2 separate regions of the Mus musculus genome follow, and region 2 is linked to region 1. Evidence: chromatin contacts called from public HiChIP or PLAC-seq data. All regions are on one chromosome and are shown on one strand. The core of a region is the stretch at or near the end of the contact, and the rest is flanking DNA. Distances in the headings are between cores, read along the strand shown.

What was found. HiChIP or PLAC-seq counts read pairs in DNA pulled down with a chosen protein or histone mark.
Region 2: a CTCF HiChIP or PLAC-seq map of the NIH/3T3 cell line shows a contact between it and region 1, with 16 read pairs. The contact joins two enhancer-like sites. A contact is called at or near these places in 1 of 15 datasets of contacts at CTCF or cohesin (the NIH/3T3 cell line), 4 of 484 Hi-C or Micro-C datasets (bone marrow-derived macrophages, brown adipocytes, muscle stem cells and 1 more), 3 of 115 datasets of contacts at active chromatin or transcription factors (embryonic stem cells, fibro-adipogenic progenitors and heart atrium) and 2 of 9 other capture datasets (adipose tissue and embryonic stem cells).

What each region holds. Positions count from the first base shown.
Region 1 is chr8:18,625,857-18,633,490 of GRCm38.p6, forward strand. It overlaps Mcph1 (microcephaly, primary autosomal recessive 1), which reads left to right. Exons shown (of 14, transcript NM_173189.3): 6 at 1,262-1,384; 7 at 3,690-3,779; 8 at 5,660-6,787. Among named protein-coding and RNA genes, the nearest start is that of Gm25763, 16 kb to the left of the region's middle. Within about 2 kb of position 4,750, at least 39 of the 459 cell types and tissues checked have an H3K27ac peak or open chromatin away from gene starts, as enhancers often do. A contact at or near this core is called in the NIH/3T3 cell line, where this site is marked.
Region 2 is chr8:18,723,506-18,731,139 of GRCm38.p6, forward strand. All of the region lies in intron 12 of Mcph1 (microcephaly, primary autosomal recessive 1), which reads left to right. All of the region lies in intron 1 of Angpt2 (angiopoietin 2), which reads right to left. Among named protein-coding and RNA genes, the nearest start is that of Angpt2, 14 kb to the right of the region's middle. Within about 2 kb of position 3,091, at least 69 of the 459 cell types and tissues checked have an H3K27ac peak or open chromatin away from gene starts, as enhancers often do. A contact at or near this core is called in the NIH/3T3 cell line, where this site is marked.

The sequences.
Region 1 (7,634 bases), core at 3,500-5,999:
TTGTTTCTTTCTTTTGGTTTTTTGTTTGTTTGTTTGTTTTAAGATTTATTTATTATTATACATAAGTACACTGTAGCTGACTTCAGATGCACCAAAAGAGGGCGTCAGATCTCATTGCAGGTGGTTGTGAGCCACCATGTGGTTGCTGGGATTTGAACTCAGGACCTTCAGAAGAACGGTCAGTGCTCTTACCTGCTGAGCCATCTTGCCAGCTCCAGCAATCTCATTTCTTAATTCTGTCTCTTTAATGAATGCCTCATCTATAATGACAATTTTGACATTTTGGTTTCTTTGAAAAACACAGAAATATTATAGGAATGTGTTTTTGTTTTAACCCCGGCTGTAGGATACGGGGCTGCTTCAGGTTATCCACAGCAGCTGACTGTGACTTGCCTTGTGCTCTAGGAGGTGTGTGATTTTGCCAGCTTCAGGATAGTTTCTGTGGTTGTATGTTTGGAATTCTGGGGATTTTTGAGAGGGTAGATAAATGCTGCCCCTAGAGGAAGGGTGAGTTGGTGGTTGGTTACTGGTTGCTCACCATTTCTTAAGTAGTCTTCTGCAGAGAAGTTAGATATTCTGGACTGAAAAGATCAAACTTACCCCAAGGAACTCAATGCCCCTAATTGGCGAAGTAGGTTAAAGATAACACTGTCCCATCTCCCTTTTCTTATCTAGTGTTAGGGTTTGAAAGGGTGGAGAAGGGTGGAAGAAAGAAGAACCCACAAAGTAGCAAATGGCAGCTACACAGATCTTCTTGTTTCATATCTAAAACAGACAAATCATAGACTTTGTTTGCTTTTAATGATGTAGGAAACACCTTGGGCTCACTTCCTGTGGTTAAGTTCACACGTGGGTGTGTGTGGAGGATGAGCAGTGTTCAGTAGGACCACGTCCTAAAACCTGGATATAAAACAAGTTTTAGGAGCCAACCCACACTCTGGCTTGCTGGCTTCTTGCTAATTGTATGGTGGTGTTCATGATATTGCCTTACCTGTGTCTCAATGACTACCTCTGTACATGAGGATGCTGACACCTGTCATCATGTAGGGCCTGGGTACAGCTTGGTGACTAATTTATGCCCTGAACTGAGCTCAGCAAGGGTCAGCTGGCAGCTAGCTGTACTGGCTGTGCCATGGTTCTTGGGGGGAGTAAGACTATCTGTGGGAAGAGAGACCAACACTGGAGGGAACAGAAATGTGGGGCTGGGGGTGGCTCTTCCAGGAACTGCTGGTAAGGTGTGACGGTGGAAGTTTGTTTTCAGATGATGACGTTCCTGTCCTCCTGTTTGAGTCCCCTCGCTCACTGGTGTACAGCTCCCCAGTGAATGTGATGAAGAGGAGACTGCAGGATATGAAGGAGAAGAGGGAGAACCTTTCCCCTACCTGTAAGTGGCTGCAGTGTAGAATGAAAAGGATGTCTGCTGGCGAACTACAGAAGAAAGGTTACTTGATCTCTACCCTAGGTGCTTGCTGTTTTTCCTTTCTGCAGTGCATGGGTCAAGGGATCACGCTGCACCCCCAGTCTCCTTACCTAGACATTTTGAGTGCTTCCTGAATTTAGTACTTAATTTCAGTGGAGACCTTTCTAGTGTTTTTTTCCAGAAGAAATGTGCTTTGTAAGGTTGAGTGTTCTTCAGTTCCCTTCTTGCAGCTCCTTCATCGTTTTCAGTATCTCTTTTCTTTTTCAAAAAAAGTAAGGAGCCGGAAAAATGGCTCAGAAGTTAGAGTGCTTGGTACCTTTGCAGAGGATTGGAGCCCAGTTCCCAGCACCACATTGGGTAACTCATAACTGTCTATGACTCCAGCTCCAAGGGAGCCAGTGCCTTCTTCTGGCCTGTGTGGGAACCTGCATACATGTGTAATTTAGACATGCATATACACATAAATAATAAAAAACATTTTTTACAGAATAAAATAATAAAAAACTAAGTTAGTCAGGTCTCTTTAAAAGGAGAATATTTTAATTACCTATGTAGTAGTAAGCACATTTTAATAAGATGATGAGCAATGCTGTGAATAAGCAAAGCCTTGCCTCCCCACTGCTTACACTCCTCTGCTGATGTATGTACAGTTGGAATGATACAGGTGTGCCTTCTGTGTGCGGCCGTAGTTTATTTCTTACTTAATTTAGATCATTAGAATATTCTTTTTTGTTTGTGGTTGTTGTTGAGACAGGATTTCTCTGTATAGCCCTAGCTGCCCTACAACTTGCTTTGTAGACAATGTGGTCTTGAACTCAGAGATCCAGCTGCCTCTGCCTCCCAAGTGCTGCGGTTAACTGTATGCACTACCATGCCAGCCACATCATACGCATTTTATTAAGCCTTTTCCTTCACTTGCTACCATTACAAACTACACTAGACTCATCTGCATCTCAGGTCCATGAGTATCAGCCATGGTAACAAGTAAGACTGAGATGAACTGTAGCTTTTACAGAGACACCATCATGGTTTTGTTGGCAGCTGAAGCAGGTATATAGCTCTGTCTCATGTGCATGTCCAAATTGATTCAACGCGTATATGAACTGAGTCAGAGATTTTTAAACCCCACAGCTGAAAGGCCACTGTGGTGAGTGCATGTCTGTAATTCAAATCCTAGTATTCAAAGCTGGAGGCAGGAGGAGCAGGAGCTCAAGAACAGCTTGTAAAGTCAGCCTGAATTAACTTGTTAAAATGAGCTTGTCCCTAAAAATAAAAATAAAAAATTTAAAGCCCCCAACACCCCCCCCCTCCACTTTGCTTCCAAAGTAACTGTACAAAGGCTAAGGCTATGTATTTCAGTTCTTGCCTAGTGTGCACAAAGCCCTGGGTTCAGTTCCCAGCATCAGAACAACTGAACAACCACAGTATCTGAGGACTTCTGACTGCCCATACCTTCTTTGTATATATGCCCTTGCTTTATAGTCACTTTATTAAGTTTTCTGAGGGAAACATCCTCTGATTTTCCTTTTGAAAAAACGACTTTTAGAGGATGCTTAAGTACTGTACTTCCAGAGGACACAAGAACAGTTCCCAGAAGAATGTTGGGTGGCTCAAAACATCTTGTGACTACAACTAGAAGGGATCCCAGTACCTCTTCTATACTCATGTCCCATACCCATACACAGAAACACATAAATACACATAATTTAAAATAAATTTTAAAAATCTTTGGATATGTTTGTTTTGTCTCTTGTATGGACAGCTTTTGAAGATAGCGCCTAGAGCCTCATTTATTGAATCATTGATGTTCTAGATATTTTCTTTAAAACTGGTTTCTTAACTGAAACACTGTTGACTTTTGGGGACAATTTGTTATTGTGTAGTCTTTCTAAACCAGTTGCCCCTGTCTGTGTCAGCACTGGACTTTTACTTACTTAGAAGTAAATATTAGAAACTTCAGTTCTCAAACCGAAAACATTCACTTAATTTGGTTTAAGCTTCATACAAGTTGGATTTTGAAAGTCCCATCTCATGTGATTGTGTGATCATGTTTGTGGGGCAGTGATTGATAGGGATTCATTTTGTCAGTCTTAAATCTACAGTATAACTGATATAGTTTTTGTTCTCGAATTATATTAAGCTTAGCCTAAAGGTAAGATTAATTTCCTGTGTATATGGGATCAGGAGCAGAATGGGTAGATATGCTCTTGTCCCTGTCCAGTAGGCAATTCTGCCATCCAGTTATTGAAACTTGTCATTGTGTTATCAGCCTCCCAGATGTTGGAGCAGTCTCAGCAGAATCCATGTGTCAGTCTGTTTGAAACATCCTTGAACATTTCTCACCAACCTTTGAGTTCAGGTAAAATTGTAATATGTATTTTGTTTTTGTAACAGACTTATGATTTGAAAAGTGTGTGTGTGTGTCTCCTCTCACACTGTACTTTTTGAGCTAGACTTTTTCTGTGGAGCTCTGGCTAGCATGGCACTTCAATAGATACCCAGCTAGCCTCCAACTAGAACCATGTCCTTGTCTCCTCGAGTACTGAGATTACAAAAATGCTCCACCATGCCAAGATGTCGTGTGGTCCGTTCTAACCACTCAAGCAGCTGAGTAGACCTAAGTTTCTCCATGAGATTTGGTCTTATGGTATTGGGGACCTCCTGCTTGAACTCTTATTAGTCCCTCCCTGGGGATTTGTTTGATTGTTTGCTTTGTTGTGGAAATCCTTGTGACTATATATGATTTAAATGCAGTGTAAATGTATATCTGAGCACAGTTAGCACTAAAGAGGAATTATTCGTGTTTAATTAAGCCATGAAGCATATTATTGAAAAGAGTCTGTGTTAAATAGTATAGGAGCCCTTGACCTTTTTTCAAGGCTATATAGCTGTCAGGTGTTGAGTTCTTTACACTTCCCTCACGTAAGTCCATGGGGGCCTAAGTGAAGTCTGTGGAAACCCTAAACAACTGTGTTCAAAAGGGCTTCAAACGCCACATGAGGAGATTCAGCTAGGTGTTCTTCCTGTCCGTGGGGTGTATTCTGGCAGTCTGTCCTGCATGTTCTGAGCTTGTTTACCCATTCATCTTTTCTTTGCTCAGTTATATCTCCCATAGATTGGAAGCAAATGGCGATAACAATGCTGGCTTACCTTTCCCTATACTGTTCTTGTGTCTCACTGTATCACACACACACCCCAAGTCTCCATGAGGTAGGCTGCATCCCCACTCCCATTTCACAGAAGAGAAAACCAGGAGGTCAAGTGGATTGTGCAAGATCCTGAGGTTGTGAGTGATACACCCAGGCTTCTGACATAAGTAGTCTAAGAATTTATGCTCTTAGTGATGTGCCACACTGAATCGTGGCTTATTGAAGAGTGATTAATGCATTCAGTTCCTAAGAGTAAATCTCAGTATCACTCCAACTGCTGTCTTGGAAGCACTTCAGCAGAGGCCCAGTATCAGCTGACCTTTGCTTTTGCCCCTCCCTTCCCAGAGCACAGCTTCAAGGACAGGATATCTCTGTTGCCACCACTCTGCTCTGAAAGCCGAGCTCGAGTTGTTTAAGTTAGAATCCCAGCACTGCCTCCAGATGGTGTCTTTTCTCTAAAAAAGGAAGCCTTCAGCTGGGCAGCACTGTACCAGTAGAACTGGGTCTGAGTAATGACCACAGGTTCAGGAAAGTGAGCAGAAAGTGCTGACTGCCCTCTAGTACTTCAGTATAATGAGAGGACAGTAGCATGCTGAGTCCCAGGAGGGGCTAGCACTGTGACCTGACAGGATCAGGAGAGTCACAGGTGACACTGACACTGAGCTGGTTTTGAAGGATGAGTTGTGTTTACCCACAGCAAAATGTGTCAGAAAGCTGGGGTCAGAGTGGGGAGCCTGCAGAGGTGATGGACAGCGTATCATTACTTCTGAGAGAAGTGCAGACTTCATGAGAGATCGGAATATTGAGAGCCCCACATGCTTCATTTGAAATATAAATAAAACATGAGGACTTGATGGAAGAACAGGGGACAGATATGAGGAGCCGTGTTCTGTTTATGAGGAGAAATGGCTTATAGAAGACCAAAGCCTAGCCAAGCATGGTGGCACATACCTTTAAACCAAGCCAGCATTCAGGAGGCAGGGACAGACTCTCTCTTGAGTTCCAAGCCAGCTAGAGTTACACAATGACCAGTGACACCCTGTCTGGTCACTTGCACATTTTAAAGGCGATTCTTTGTTGATCTCTGCAGATGAATCCTTTGCCAGTGGCTCCCACTCATCTTTCGGTGATTCCTGTGGAGATCAAGAAAGGAAACTGGGAAGATCTGCTAATGAGATGACCACGGTGACATGCCCTTCCTCACCTGTGTTGAGGGCAAGCAGTTTTTATGGCTCAGCATCACCCAACCATCTCAGGCAGCCACGTCCTCAGAAAGCTCCAGACAGTCCTTCAAAGGAGAGCATCAACTGTCAGAAGGATGCTACAGGTGCGGTAGCTGATTCCGAGAGAAAGCAAGCTGCAGGTGTATCTCAGGGGGTGCCTGATGAGAAGCTCTGTCTGTCTCCTACGATGTCCATCATAGAAGAACACCAAGTACGGTTGGGACCCAAGAATTCTTCTGCAAAGAGAAAAAGGGCAGCGGACTTGGGTTCATCTCCAAAAGGAAAACTGAAGAAGAGGTACAAGAGAAAGTCTGCTCTGGCAATACAGTTATTCAAGTCCGACCAGAGCCCGCCGTCCACAATCAGACTCATTCCGGGAACTCCTGACGTTGAGGCTTCTTCCTATGAGGACTATTTTTCCCCTGATAATCTCAAGGAGAGGAATTCGGAGAGACTTCCTCCTGAGGCTCAGCAACTAGCAAGCCCTTCTCTGTTCCACTGCAGAGGTCTCTCAAAGTGGGAGCGAAGAAACATGCTGGAAATGTGTGATTTTACCTGCATTGGTGAAAAGCACAGATCCATCAGCAGCATTAGTGACTTAATTTCAAAAAGTGCCTCTAGTCTTGAGAAACCTGTCAAGGAGGAAGTGAATACAGCTTCTACCTGCTTGCTTTTGGTGGAGACCTCTGCTAACGACAGCCCAGGGCTTTGCAGTCAGCCTGGCCCTCAGCTGAGGGATGACACAGGCCCAGAGGGAAGCAGCCACCCTGACACCCTGTCTAGTTCTGCCCACCACATCACACCCTTGAAAGGAAATAGTACAGAAACCAGAGACCCAGGTGATGGAAAAGGCTCCCCCAAAGAAGGTAGCACGCCTCCTGCATCAGCCTCTCCTGAAGATGAAGTACACATCTGTAATCTCAGTTTGGGAGAGGATTGTAATGTAGAAAAGTCTGTAGAAGAAAAGGAGAACATAGCCACAGGATATAGTGAAAGTATGTGAGCCTCATTTCCCAAGTATTGTTTGTTCTGCCAGTGTGTAATACTGTGCTCGTATTTTAAATCTGTCCTTAATCTTTATAATTTAAGTCCTTCCCCCTCTCCTTTTATTTTAAGGAATTGATATTTCCAATGATGCTCTTGAGGGATAGGTGGGAGGCCCTGACCTGAACTTTGTAGTCAAATGTGTCACCATGAAAATACCTCCCCAGGCTTTGTCCTAGTGGATTAAAAGAAACAGTAGTGCTTACTTTAAACTGTTGACCTGTATACCTTTCCTATATGCCTCTCTCACTCAGCATGACTGCACCAGAGACATAACTGATAGAGGAATTTCTTTTCTTTTTATTTTTAATTTGAGTTTATTTAGTAAGGGTTTTAATGTGAGGAATGCAGTAAAGAAACCGCCAAAAGACCGCTCCATAACTAGGAAGGTTTTTCTTATGAATAAGAAAGTATCCAGAAGCATCTGGAATAGTCCAACACAGAGAGAAAGAGAACCAGACTGGCTGTGGCCATGGCGATCTGCCAGAGAAGAGAGATGAGCAAGAGGTGAAGAGTGCAATTCAAGAGTGGTGGGGAGCAAGGGAGCAAGAGATGCAGGGGGTGGGGGAGGAAGGGAGGGAGGGAGAGAACAAGAGAGCGAGAGAGAGAGAGAGAGAGAGAGAGAGAGAGAGAGAGAGAGAGAGAGAGAGAGAGAGAGAGAAGCTGAGGCTAGCAGGAGTACCCAGGGCTGAGGGCTCTGAAGAGAGCTGGGATCTGAGGTTCAAAGGTTGCAGGTTGGAGGCTAGGGTGGAGGCTTGTATACTAAATGCTATCAATGAGGGAGCCTGGCGGCAGCAT
Region 2 (7,634 bases), core at 1,841-4,340, 96 kb after region 1:
GACAACTGAGATTTAAGCAGCAGTCAGGGGAGGTGTGGCTGTACCCAACACTCACTCAGATAAGGAGACAAAGCTGTCGATGGTGTAACTTTTTTTCCTACCTGTAGTTTACCTTCCTTTCTTGGTCTGAGACTTGATAGGCAGCATATTAAGTACCTATCCGTGTGTTTACTCTGAGCCATTTAAATTTTGATTGTTAAACAGGGACCACGGCTCCCTCTGTGAGGCTGTTAAAAAGCCCTGAGCATGTTTTCACTCTGCCTGTGGCTTGTAGTCCATCAAAACTGCCCTGCAAACCACATGCCCCGAGTTCTGTGGATGGCTGTTGTTTGATTCCACTGAGAAGAGGCTCAACCGGAAACGGCAAATGGTGATTATGACTTCAGGCAAATCAGTGAGTGTCTAATTATGTCTCCTGACCCAAAATAAGCAAGTGTCTACCACAGAATACACACTGTGCCGAGCTTCTCATCACAGCATTTCTGCTTAGGGCTGCTGTGTTGCTGCTCACTCCTGTTCAGGGAGAGTTGGTCACATGTGTGCTGCGGGCTGTCATTCATGCTGGAGGAGAGAAGCTACTCTCCAAGTATCAACAGCAGAAAACAGTTGGCCATGAAGTGAAGGCATACTGTGCCAAACTGAACATATTTCTTCTTTTGATTTTTTTTTTGTGCATGCATATGTGGAGGGGGTGGGGGAAGGGGGGTGTGAGTGTGTGTATGCTTAGGCCAAAGGAGACAGCTTTGTGTATGCTTAAATAATCACATACATGTACACACACACAGGCACACACAAAGATTACAGACAGGATATTTCACATGTTGACCTAGGTATAAATTATCGGATGAATTCTCATTTTAAAGATAATATCAAACTGTGAGCTTGACGTTATCATGCCCTATGTATTCCCTGCATTTTCTGACTCAACCAGAAGAACGTTAAAGGACAAGATGTTTGAAAATGAAACCTTTAATGTATTTAGCTGTGATCGGGAGTATTTGCTTAACATGGGTGAGTTTGTACCTTTTACCTGGGACTACCTGCGTAACGCCTGGAGCATGAACTTGGGGATTCAAGTTCACTGGCCTTGAACTGTGGATGAAACTGTTCTAGCTGCCTGAGGACAGTTAAAGGATTCAGTTAGGTAAATTGTAATTTAGCATTCCGAAACATGACTCTTTCCGGATCAAGCATAAAAGGCATGTGCCCTTGGAAGCCCAAGAAAGAATTCATACAGTTCCCATTAGTCTAAAAATAAATAACAAATAAAGAAATGTCTGAGTCATGCATTGCATTTGATGGAGTCCAGTGGCAGAGAGAACTTAAGCTGTACTGTGGATGGTGGCTCTGCCCGGTGCTCGGTGGAGTGAGGCCGCAGCGCTCTGAGGAAGTGATACGAGCCAGCTGGGTGGATTTAATTCTGTCTTGGGTTCCTCCAGTGCACTAAGTGTGTCATGCTTTGAGTAGCAATGTGGAAGCCTGGCTGTGCCAGGACCGAGTGGCTAGGGAGGGACTTGCCACTGTCTTTGAAGCTCTCCTGCAGGCATCTCCACGGAGAGGCAAGTTGCAGCTCAGCTCCATAGGAGCTCCTGGGCCAGCTTGTTTAAGTTTTCCATTCCTCGTTGGGAAAAGTAACATAGAGATACTGAGGAGCTTGTCATATAAATGGCAAGTTGTAGTGCTCATTTATAGTGCTTACCTAGTGTGCATGAAGCTCTGGGGTCAGTCCCTAGCACCATATAAGCTAGTTTTGGTCACCAACACCTGTACTCCTGGGACTTAGGAGGTGGAGGCAGAGGGATCAAAGGTTTGTGGACATCCTCCACTATATAATGAGTTCAAGGATAGCCTGGGCTACATGAGGCCTTGCTCTGAATGGAAGAGGAGGAGGAGGAAGAGGAGGAGGAGGAGTCAAGTTGAACAAATTAGCACAGACTCCAAAGTCCACACTAAGGCATCCTGAGTGCCTGCAGTGAGCAGACAATACCATGGAGGGGAGTTTTAAAATGCTCAAGGAAAACTCACAGCATTCAACTCTGTCTACTGTTAGAGGAGCCAGAGGCTCAGAGCCCCCCAGTTGTAATGTCTGATCGTCCTTCTGTGAAGCTGAGTTTCTGGTGGCCGCTCTTGCAGAAAGCAAGCCTGGCAGGATAGAAGATGAACTAGAACTCACTGGGGCAGTGTCCACTTTGACTCCAAAGGAACATTGTGCTGCCTATAGGCTAAATCCACTCCATTCATACTTAAGAAACAACTCCATTCAGAAGGCTGAGGCAAACTGAAGGTCAGCCTGGACTACATAACAATACTTTGTCAAAAAAAAAAAAAGTAAACAAAGGGTCATTTATTTCTTGCAGTTTGTGTGCATTTATGTGTTGAAATGACTGCTAAGTGTTTAAATCATTTGGACCTAATGTACTAGTCAATTCATTTATTAAGTATTTGTTTCAACCTAGGGGTGCTATGAAAGAAGTAATAATTACTGAGACACTCTGGATACCAGGAACTAAGAAAAGTGGAAACACATTGGCCAGAGCCTTGCCCTCTGTGGGATTTCGATTGGAGACCCAGCCCTCCTCCTCCTTCCCTGCCTCCAGTCAAGACATTGCCTTTAGTTGCTATCTGTGTGCTTGTCAGCAAACTAGAAACATGAACAGAAGTGCAGAGTGTCTAAGACCTTAGCGGGGCCTTAGAAGAGGTCTTAGACTTGAGTGTTTTTCTAGCTTGTGATGCTTTGAGGCCCTATCCCCCTTCAGGTGAGCAGCTTTCCCAAGTACCTGATGGCATGTTCTCAGAGCAGCGTGTGGTGCCGTGGGACTCCGCCTGCCCCTGGCCAGTGCATTTTGTGGTAGGCAGAAGTGCAGAAGTGGGCATTGGCTTTCAAAGGGCGATCTTGCCAACTACTGCTTGCTCATGATTTACAGTGCGCCCATCCAGTCCTCACTTGTTCTTAGGTGAACAATTCTAGGACACTCAGTTATATAGGAAAGCCACATTGACTTGAGCGCCACAGCCGTCTCTGAGGGAAAGCCTCGGCGTGCCTCTCCAGAAGCTTGTGGTGAAAGTACAAGGGACCTGAGTCATTTTCCCATAATTAGATGCAGTTCGGAGGTCTGCCCCTCTCCCCAGCCCTCTTGCCTTGCATGCAGGGCTGTTCAGTTGGAAGCTAGTGGAAAATTCCTGTGCCCTTTCACCCTGCTGCCACAAGTTATAAAAAGCGTGCCATTCAGAACTGATTTTTCTCCTGCGTGCTTGGATTTTTACTCACAAAATAAAGGGGGACAGTGAGTTTTAAGAATTATATTCTACTTACCAGTGAGGCTAGGGGCTGTGGTACCACTTGGGATCACAGAGCAGCTGGCCCAGTCTGCTACTTCTTTGGGGGCTCATTAATGATATCACTGAGGCCATCTAAGTGGACCTCTTTTTTCAGAGCCACAATGACATTAGCCCCACAGTTCACTCAGAGTTTGCCCTGCTTGGCGTACTTTGTGGGAATGAGGGGCAAACACAGAAGACTGCAGTAGTAGAGTTTGGTTTTTGTTTTTTTCGTATTGTTAGATCTGTTTGTCTTAATCAAAATATGACTCATCCTGCCCCATTTTCAAGCCAAAGCTCACTGCGGTTATCCTGTGACTTGGCCTAAATCCCCATGATCTGCTTTAATTTGATCTCGACAGTTTCCTTCGGCTGTAGGAATTCAGTGTCAAGTTTACAAAGTGTGGGTGCCAGCTTTAATGTTGCATCTCTGTCACTTACTGAGTCCCCTGGTAGAAGGACCTGCCCTGGGGTTTTACTGCTTGTTGGGATCCACATTCTGAGTGTTTCGTTCCTCTGAATCTTGGCCCCCACCTGGGGTGACGTTCAAGGCCAAAGTTAGAGCTGAAGTGGAGAATTTGCTCCCAGTGCTTTGCTTCTGTTCCAGTATTTTCCAGCTGCGAGGTGCAGACCAACCAAGATCTTTCCCCATTCCTCAATCCTTCAGCCCCCAGCCTCTTTGATGACTCACATTGCCTTAGAGGGCAAAGTCCCTACTAAGGCAACAGCTGCCTTGGAAATACAATGGAAAAGCAGAAGTGAGGACCCGAATCCTCCCTACCCTTTATCCCCAGCAGCCAGGAGCCCCACGTGGGCCAGTTTCAGCCAAGGAACTCTGTTCTCCTGGTACCTTCCCTGCATGTCGAGTAGTCCTGGTAACTGCCCTGGCAGCAGGGGACAGCCGGCTCTCAGAGAGAAGTTCTGAGCCGTGTGAGCTGTGTGTAGTGAGCACACCTCACCTGTTGGAGGGCAGTGCTATCCAGGAAGACCTACGAAAGGAAGAAAGCTCTCAGAGTTCACAGGAGCAAGCTCTAGTTTGGGAAACTTGTATATGCCAGTCTTTCCCTACGCCTTGATGATGGGAAAGGTTGAAAACAGCGGCAAGGTAGCAACATCAGGCCTGAGTGAGAAGCTAGTGGACAGTCGAGCCCGTCCTTCCTCCCCCATCTCACTTTCCCATCACTCGGGCCTTCTGTTGTCTCCGTTCTAACCCTGACCATAACCTTGGGGAGATTCATTACGTGTTTGTCCAGGACTTCAACCCACTGAGGTGATCCCTCTCTTCAGAGCTCCCCCTTGACGCCTCCAGATTGAACAGCACGACCACCACTCAGCATGGGCCCTGAGTGGCCAATTTCATTAGGAAATAAGTTGATCTTGGACTTCACACCAGTCTGCTTTTAAGTCATTCTAACAATAGACTCCAAAGATAACAGTGTAAGGTATAGCACATGGGTTTGGCCAACAGAGAAGTATTGAAGTATTGACTTCCATAAAAGAGCATACGTCCACCTGAACTTACACATGGGTGTGAAAACCTGGCTGTATAACAAATCACTCCCCAGTGATGGCGGAAGCACATTTCAATGCATGCAACAGCGTGAATGAGCCATTGAAAAATAGAATCACCGAGCAGAAGTACAGGCTGCACTGCTCCAGTTATAGGAAATCTAAAACCTATCATGGGTAGCAAAATAAAGATTAGCCTTGAGCGGAAAAGAACCAGCCAGTGAGAGGAACCCAACCCCATCAGCTATGCTGGGCCCCCTCTGTATGCCGGGCTAGGGTGTCGTTACAGACATGTGAGAGTACATTCATCAAAGTGTGCACTTGGGATGAGTGGACTGCAGGCTGTGTAATTTACTCCTTGAAAAACTGAATTAAGTTTCACAATACAGCATAGCCCAGAGCCTAAAGCAGCTGACCCAGCAGTCTGAATGAGGAAAACTAGAGACCTCATCTAGTTGGTGAATGGGGAAATATGGGTGCGGGGGCAGGAGGACCTGATGTGCTCTTCCACAGCTGTTCAGCACTGCTCTGAGAGAATGGCCTTTCCACCTTGATAACTAACGTATTCAGAAGTCCTCCTCTAGCCCGGCAAACCTCACCTGTCCTCTTGTCTCCAGGATCTCGTTACATGTGGGTCTTCCGGCCTGGGGAACAGCTTGCGTCTGGGAAGCCTCGGGCTGCTACGTGGGAGTTAGATCCCGTGGTTCTCAGAGTTCCACATGCCTCAGTCTGGGCCATGTGAAAAGCAGAGCTTGAGGGAGGAGGAACAGCCCCTGGCTGCAGGGCTCCTCGTGCTCCCCATGGGAGGAGGAGGCAAGCCCTGCCTCGAAGCTCTTGTCTCCCCCTCAGCAGGCCCTTCATACCTCTGCGCTTGGAGCCAGTCTACCGACCTGGGTCCCAGCCTCTCCTCCCTTGAGTCTTGCTTATTCATCATGGCAGGTGCACTCTACACATGGCAGCTGTGTGCAGTGACACAGGCGCAGGTTTAGGGGACAAAGTGAAGTCTACTGTGTGTCCTGAGGACACAGGAAGAAGCATAGATCAGCTACTGGAGGCCACTGAAAATCTGCCCGGTCGTAGGAAGCTCTGGGATGAAAAAAGGAAGTGTCACCTGGCCACTTGGGCTGCCCCTGCCGGGGCCTCCCCAGCTGTGCCTCTTCTCCGAACGGGAAGGAGACCTAACTTGTAGTTAGAACCTGACAAATGGAGAAGCAGGTACAGATTTGCCATTGTTGCCTCCAAAGGGAGCCATGTTCAGTATGCTCTGAAGTCGCTTACACATTGTAGAGTGCACGGCTATTATCGAAGGTACTAGTTCTGATTAGTTTTTGTTTTTATCTAATTTTTTGTCCTAAATATAACCATGTTTTTAAAATATTTTTAATTAGGCATTTTCCTCATTTACATTTCCAATGCTATCCCAAAAGTCCCCCATACCCTCCCCCCCCACTCCCCTACCCACCCACTCCCACTTTTTGGCCCTGGCGTTCCCCTGTACTGGGGCATATAAAGTTTGCATGTCCAATGGGCCTCTCTTTCCACTGATGGCCGACTAGGCCATCTTTTGATACATATGCAGCTAGAGTCAAGAGCTCCGGGGTACTGGTTAGTTCATATTGTTGTTCCACCTATAGGGTTGCAGATCCCTTTAGCTCCTTGGATACTTTCTCTAGCTCCTCCATTGGGGCCCTGTGATCCATCCAATAGCTGACTGTGAGCATCCACTTCTGTGTTATATAACCATGTTTTAAAGAACACTTCATTTCACTGTACAATGTAGTTAAGATGATATTTGTCACAAGGCCCTGTTAACCCTTTAATAAGGTCAAATACGTGTTTTTTTTTTTTTAAGAAAAATTGAAACCATTCCTTTGTAGTTAAAAATAATAAGGAATTTCACACACATACCACAAATGTTAAACAGACAATTAGCTTGTGGTTGGAATCTGATGGTTTTATGTTATTCAGCAAAATGTAATGTATTCTCTTTAGCAGCAGTTTTGCACCAAGCTTTCCTGTTAAGGAGCCCAGTTTATTCAGGGAATTTTAAAGCTACATCTGTATCTAATGACGCCTCAAGATTCCAGAGACTAGATAGTCTAATAAAACCCAAGACTGCAGTTATCTTCAGACTAATATTTATCAGTATCTAGTAGATTCCCCAGAGATTGATATCATCTGTTGATACTAGAAATTTAATAGCATTAAAAAAAAATACTTTCAGAGACCCAGAGAGAAATCAGAGGAAACATTACTGAGTAAGGCCGCATCTTGTCCAGCCAGGCATGCAGGTTGACTGGCTAGCTGCCCAAGACCCCTGCCTAGAAGGTACTATGGGGCTGGCCTTTAACACTGATGTAGTTCTGACTTTGTTGAACAACAAAGCATCCTAAGACACTCCCTCCTTATTGTAGACAAACTACCAACATCTGAAGTGATTTTTTTTAAAAAGTGTTTAAAAGGAAGTAGCCATTTTAATGGGCTAGCCGTGCAACCTGTAAGCACTACAGGAGGTGAACAGATCAGGTGGGGGGAAAATGTCACATAGAGGACAATTGTCGGACACATGCAGCTCCAGAGAAGCCCTTCACCAGGTGATGTGCAGAATAAAGCCATTGCGTTTATGTGCTCGCTGTCATCAATGTCCTCCTGTTCAGTGCTGAGAGGTAATGAGGTCCTGGAAGAGCTGGGATATGCTCTGCCACCCCTACCTCAAACAGCACAGACGCTGGGTGGAACCAAAACCTCTCAGTCATGTGATCTCCAATACGGACCTTGATCAGTGTGGCTCTGCTCTGATAAAAGTA